2 separate regions of the Zea mays genome follow, and region 2 is linked to region 1. The links are chromatin contacts, called in public Hi-C maps. All regions are on one chromosome and are shown on one strand. The core of a region is the stretch at or near the end of the contact, and the rest is flanking DNA. Distances in the headings are between cores, read along the strand shown. Region 1 holds the start of LOC103627642 (probable L-type lectin-domain containing receptor kinase S.5). Region 2 holds the start of LOC100191328 (delta-12 fatty acid desaturaseFAD2).

Evidence for each region. A called contact is a pair of places that touch in the nucleus more often than the background predicts.
Region 2: a Hi-C map of bundle sheath shows a contact between it and region 1, with 2.3 times the contacts expected there. The contact joins the promoter of LOC100191328 here to the promoter of LOC103627642 in region 1. A contact is called at or near these places in 2 of 25 Hi-C or Micro-C datasets (bundle sheath and tassel).

What each region holds. Positions count from the first base shown.
Region 1 is chr5:210,353,345-210,356,500 of Zm-B73-REFERENCE-NAM-5.0, reverse strand. LOC103627642 (probable L-type lectin-domain containing receptor kinase S.5) reads left to right here and starts at 1,737. Exons shown (of 2, transcript XM_008647939.3): 1 at 1,737-3,156. The coding sequence starts at 1,832.
Region 2 is chr5:211,064,469-211,067,728 of Zm-B73-REFERENCE-NAM-5.0, reverse strand. It overlaps LOC100191328 (delta-12 fatty acid desaturaseFAD2), which reads left to right and starts at 1,283. Exons shown (of 2, transcript NM_001136762.1): 1 at 1,283-1,417.

The DNA of each region.
Region 1 (3,156 bases), core at 488-2,987:
ATTTGTATAAGAGAACAAGAAGCGTCGCAAAATCCGGGCCGGCCGATGCTTTTTATGAGCAAATGGACAGTCTTATGATAAGTTCACAGGTGCATTTGCCTACCTAACCTAACAACCAATACGCGTTTACGCTGATAGACAAGGCTTTTCAGAGTTTTCTGGCAAAAGGGTAGCTTTACAAAGATCACTGCTAGAACTATATATTGTCAAATTCTTGTGCTTAGCAAAACTACCCTTTTTTATATTTTGATCTCCAATATGAAGTAACAAGCCGGATTCGCAAGCAATCGTTGGTGAGCTACGTCAGATTTACAACATTTTATGCAGTTCTGCTGACGCGAGCCTTGCCGCCCAGCCCCATGAGAGCAACCTCGCAGGAAAATGGTGGCGCTGCGCGACGAATCCTCCTTGTGCAGAGAACTTTTCAGGTAGACCGGTCACATCAGGGCCCTCACGATTTTACTTCCGGTCAACATCGCTAGTGTGCGTTTCCTGTTGTAGAAGCATCTACGCCGGAGAATTTCCAACTGGGTAAAAAATACAGGGGAAGCAGTGACCTGAATAAGATGCTCAGCTGGGAGAAGCGTGCGGGTTACTTCTAGCTTTTTGGGCTTTGGCTAGAGGGGATTTCCTTCCAGGAACCTGTCATCCCCTCTCGGCTCCCGCTAGGCAACAGAAACTCTGTTCTGGGTACCGTTTGGCCAACACGGTGATACGAAACCAAGTCAACTAAAAAAACATCCAGAATTAAAAAAAACAAAGATTTTAAATAATATGTGGTGGATGGAGCTTAATCGTGCATAGCAGTTGGTGTGGACAGCGGCCATCGAATTGAATGTCTGTTTGCCTAATTATATTGCATTGCATGTAATGTTGACATTTGCTTGTTAGCTGATGGGCTGCCTGTGATTGAATCGGCAACAGGTAATCTACCGACAATGGTAAATATAGACAATCAGTCGAAGATGGATGAAACAGTACAGTATATTGCAACAACCTTTTCACCCCGTCATGTAATGTTAACATTTGCTCTTTTTTTTTCTATCAACATCCATTCAAACCATAATGAATATATACGTCATGTGCAAACTGCATTCATATATTACTTAATAAATGTATGATCAGCCTAAACAAACTATATTATGGGACAGAGGAGAGGAGGTATACTTTAAATATGACTTTGAATTTTTTTTTGTTTTTTCGTAAATTTGATGTAAAAAAGTCAAACAAGAGACATTTTCCTTTTATGCAGACTGCTTTTAGAGGAAAATATTGGTTGCGGTTTTAGGCCTTGTTACAGCGCGACGAGACAAAGAGAGCTATTCGGATAATATATTTATCCATGAAGATAATAGCCATGAAGGTCTACACATCATGGTTCAATTTCCCATTTGTAGTAACCTGGTGCAGGCGAAGCGACGAACCGGCCTGCTAATTTTGGCTCTGACGTAGTAACAGTCTTATGGGTTATTGTTTCTGGCAGTGGACGCGATCTGTAAGAGGTGAAACAGTCCAAACGGGTATCATGGGGACGCGGTTTATGTTTGTGACCAGGCAACACGTACAACAGTTTGCACTAGTGAACGCAGGTCACACCGTCACAGGTTAGGTGCATCACTAGGAAGGTCATAGAGTTTCTGGAACAGAGAACCTGGTGTACGGAATTGTTGAACAAGTAAGATAACGAAAAAAAATACAGTTCAAAACGGAGGAAGGAGTGTCCATTTATATAACGTGGAGTCCAAACTGCCCCTTTGATCCCGGGCGCACCCCGTCACCGCACCACAGGCTCTGCCCCTCTTCTCTTTTCCTGCAGGCGGCAGGCCAGCACATGACGACGGGGCCTTGGCGCCGTGGCGGCCGCGCCACGACCAACCTCGCGCTCCTCCTGCTGCTCGCGTGCGTCACCGTCGCCGTCCGCTCCATCCCGGCCGCGCTCGCCCAGGCCACGGTATCCACCAGCACCGTCGCCGGCGTGGACTTCACCACCTTCTCCTTCCCCGGGTTCGACAAGAACCCCACCGACCTGACGCTGTGGGGCAACGCCAGCGTCAACCAGAACGCGCTGCAGATCACCCCCGACACAGGCAACAACGCCAATAGCTTCCTCGTCGACCAGGCAGGCCGCGCATTCTACGCCACGCCGTTCACGCTCTGGGCCGCCAACGCGTCCAGCTCCAACTCCAGCGCCCCCGGCGGCCGGCGCGTCGCGTCCTTCTCCACGGTGTTCAAGGCCAACCTCTACCGCCAGAACCAGGCCGTCAAGGGCGAGGGGCTGGCGTTCGTCGTCGCGTCGGGCAACGGTGGCCAGCCCCCCGGCAGCTACGGCGGGTACCTCGGCCTGACCAACGCGTCCACCGACGGCCTCGCCGCCAACGGGTTCGTGGCCGTGGAGCTGGACACGGTGAAGCAGCCCTACGACCCCGACGACAACCACGTCGGGCTCGACCTCAACGGCGTCCGCTCCGTCTCCGCCGTCCCGCTCGCGCCCTACGGCATCCAGCTCGCCCCCAACGACACTAGCAGCTCTGGCGACCAGATGGTCTGGGTCGACTACAACGGCACCGCGCGGCACGTGCGGGTGTACATGTCCGCGAACGGTTCCAGCGATAAGCCGGCCACCGCCGTGCTCAACGCGTCGCTGGACCTCTCCGAGTACCTCCTCGGGAACGACGCCTACTTCGGCTTCTCGGCGTCCACCGGCGTGGGCTACCAGCTCAACTGCGTGCTCATGTGGAACATGACGGTGGAGGTGCTCCACGGCGCACGCGTCCCCAGCAAGAAGCTGTCGGGCTGGAAGCTCGGGCTGGCCATCGGCGTGCCGTGCGCCGCCGGCCTAGCGCTCGGGCTGCTCGCGGGCCTCTACTTGATGAAGAAGAGGAGGAAGGTCGGGGACGACCCGAGCTCGGTGCTCCACAACAACGCCATTGACCTGAGGAGCATCCCGGGCGTGCCCAAGGAGTTCGACTACAAGGAGCTGAGGAAAGGGACCGACGGCTTCGACGACAGGACGAAGCTGGGGCAGGGCGGGTACGGCGTGGTGTACCGCGCCACCGTGCCCGGGGATGGCGGCCAGAGCATGGAGGTGGCCGTGAAGCAGTTCACCGGTGCCAACACCCAGGGGCAGGAGGACTTCCTCGCCGAGCTCAGCATCAT
Region 2 (3,260 bases), core at 34-2,533, 710 kb before region 1:
TAATAGTTAGTTGCTAAAAATATATGAAGACATCCAAACAGTCTAGCTAATAGTTCATGTATTAACTATTCGTAGCAAATTATCTAATAGTTAGTTATCTATTTGTTAGCTAGCTAATTCACTAATAAATTTTTTAGCCAACTAACTATTAGCTCTAGTGCATTCAAACACCCCATTAGTTCATTTAAATAGAAGACTAAAATTATAACCAACTTTTAAAATGTTTAAACTTATAAATATCTTTCTCTATTCTTATTCTATATAAAGCACCACTTCCAACGGTCATCTCATGTCACCCTTCCTGCTTAATGCAAAAATAAAATAAAATTATATATAAATGGAGGTTTGAACCTTGATTGTTGCTCCACGTTTACACCTATCTAACCAATATAACACACACATGTGTCGTATTAAAGCAAAGTTTACTCATATAGTCATATGATACATATAAAAACCATGACAATGCATGAATAACGACTAGTATTATTATATGACTAGTTTCCATGCGATTGTGGAATATATATTGTGCTTAAATTTCTAATATATGAGTGGTAATTGGATATATGTGGGGTGACTAGGGGGCTTTTTTCGTCGTACTTACAAAAATTCCTTAATCATGAGTCACTAACATGACTTCTTATATATACCACCCGCCTCTAAATAATGACAAAATAGATAAATTTTCCGGTGACTAGGGTCTGTTTGGATTTCATGCTATAAAGTAAAAGCAAATAAAGTTTAGTTATTTTAGGAGGTAAAGATCCAAACAGGAAAATATAAAAAGTGACTAGAATGGTGAAAAAATAAATTTATTTATAGGCTGCACGTCACACAATTTATAGTTCATCGAGTCACACAATTTACTTAGTTAATAATTCGATAGGCTGTACGAGTGTACGTTTCGTTGCGGACACTATTGCCAGTTAAAATAAAATCTCGAATGAAAAATAAAGATAATCAAGCGGCGTTTTCTTTTGTGAACCAATCGTTTCAAAAGAGAACTCAAATATGGCGATGTCCCCCTGTTTTCCCGAGGGGACCCCGTCCGTTGGATGTGAGCCACGAGCCCACGAACGGCCCGCGGCCGGCGCCGCGCGATCTGGGTCACGCCTCCCGGGGTGTAGCCAAACAGGGTTATACACGTGGACGGGGCCAGATTTCCCGTTGCCGACGTGGTTAGTGCGTCCCATCTGCCCCTCGGGCCCACGCGCCAGGGAGGCCGCGCCCGCTTTTAAATAGCGCCTCTCCCCGGCGGAATCGGAGGCGGCCAGGCTCCCTCCTCCTCCCTGCAAATCCTGCAGACACCACCGCTCGTTTTTCTCTCCGGGACAGGAGAAAAGGGGAGAGAGAGGTGAGGCGCGGTGTCCGCCCGATCTGCTCTGCCCCGACGCAGCTGTTACGACCTCCTCAGTCTCAGGTACCCGCATTAGCCTTCCTCTATTCTGGATGATCCCCCCTGCCAGTGTTTCATAGATTGTTCTGAATGGATTGATGAGGAATCGACCGGAGTTTCGGTTTTGGGTTGCTGAGCTCGGCAGCAGGGTGACAGTTCGCCGTAGCGGGCTCGTGACCGGCCGTCGCCGGCGGGGCGGGTCCGGCCGAGCTCGTGTCGTCGATCCGTAGCGTTGGGTCTGGGAGAAAGTAATGGGATGCGGCCGAACTCGCCGTAGCCCCCGCCGGTCGAGCTTGACATCGATCTCACCGGCGGGCATCCGCAGAGGCCTTGCGCTGCCGATGTGGATTTGCCCAGATTAGTCCTGGCAAAGCGCGCTTGTTTCCCATCTCATCAGATCTGTAGGATTCAGCGAGTGGTGCCGATCAGATATTTTGCCCGTGCAATGGATCCATGATCTCTGCCCCCTCCTGCCCACTCGTTTCGGGAACATGACATGCCACTTTTGGCCACGAACTTTTCGCAGCTCCCGTCAATCTTGTGGGTAAAAGCTGCAACCTTTACAGGCCTAGCCTCTTTCTTTAGGCGTTCGGTCCCTCCATGACAGCCATCGCTGCGCCTGCGCCCTCCCCATGATGGCCAACTGCTCCGTTGTTCTAGCTTCTAATTTTTTTTACTGGTACTATTAGCTAAGCACGGAGTTGGCGACAATTGCACCCAAGAATTGACTGACCTTTTAGCTCCAGCAATTGCTGTGTCTAGGAAGCAACTCGTTCTGCTTTGGTCACACATAAAAAAATATCTACTTGTCCAGATGGGAAACCGTATATGCTTTTCTAGGAATTTGGATAGAAAAAAATAGAGCGCGTTCCTTTCAATCCCAGTCATCACACGCTCGAGGTCGAGGGCAGGAAGCCGCCGCCGCCGGCGGCGGCAGCGGGGATGGGGAGCTCGTTCCGTGGGTCTTGTCTGCTTGACCTAGAAAACGGCATCGTGATGAACGACGCGCTACCGTCCGATGCCTTGGGATTTTGGACGGTGGCGACTGTCTCCTCCCACGTGGCCACGTACAGTCAAAAACCGAGACAGAAAAAGATTTCACCTACTCCGCCTCACCTTCGGCATGGGCCGGCGGCATGTCAGGGCTCTGCAGCTGTGTCTGCGCAACGGTACAAGACGCCGCGGGGGTCGCAGCCTGCAAGCCCGGCACCGAATTCTAGGCCCCACATGATGGCATGCAACACCGGTGCACAGATATTTTTCGACACGATTATCCAGCCGTAGAATAACTCGGACAAGTGTCGAGAGGCGTGGACCAGCAGATCTGGGTGCAGTTGGCCCCTCTGGTGACCAGAGTGACCCGTCCTTCACCTTGGCGTGGTCGGCTGCAACTCGCTGTCCGATGCAAATTGCTGCTACTGCTATGGCCATGGCATGGAGTCGCATGTGCCATTTCTTCCCTGTTTGTTTGGCTCTCCCCGCCGTCCGATCAGAAAGTTAGGGAGACAATTTAGACGGGCGGCCCTTGTCTTGTCAGAATTAATGCACAGTATCGGCACGGCGGCCAAGCATCTCTTTCGACGGATCTGGTTTCTGTCTCCATCTGTGGGCGCCATGGTTGGCTGGTCGACAGGACACGCTTGTGTCATTTCGGCCAAGCCCCAAGGGAGACAGATAACATCCGATTCCACCTCGTGCGAGCACATGTGCGTAGAGATGGCCAAACGGGCCGGCCCGGCCCGGCCCGGCCCGGGCCCGGTGAAGCCCGGCCAAAACCGGGCCGGGCCTGCTGTGCCAGCGGGCTTAAGTTTCTGTCCAAGCCCGGCCCGCAGCGGGCCTAAACGGGCCGGGCCGGCCCGTTTAGCAC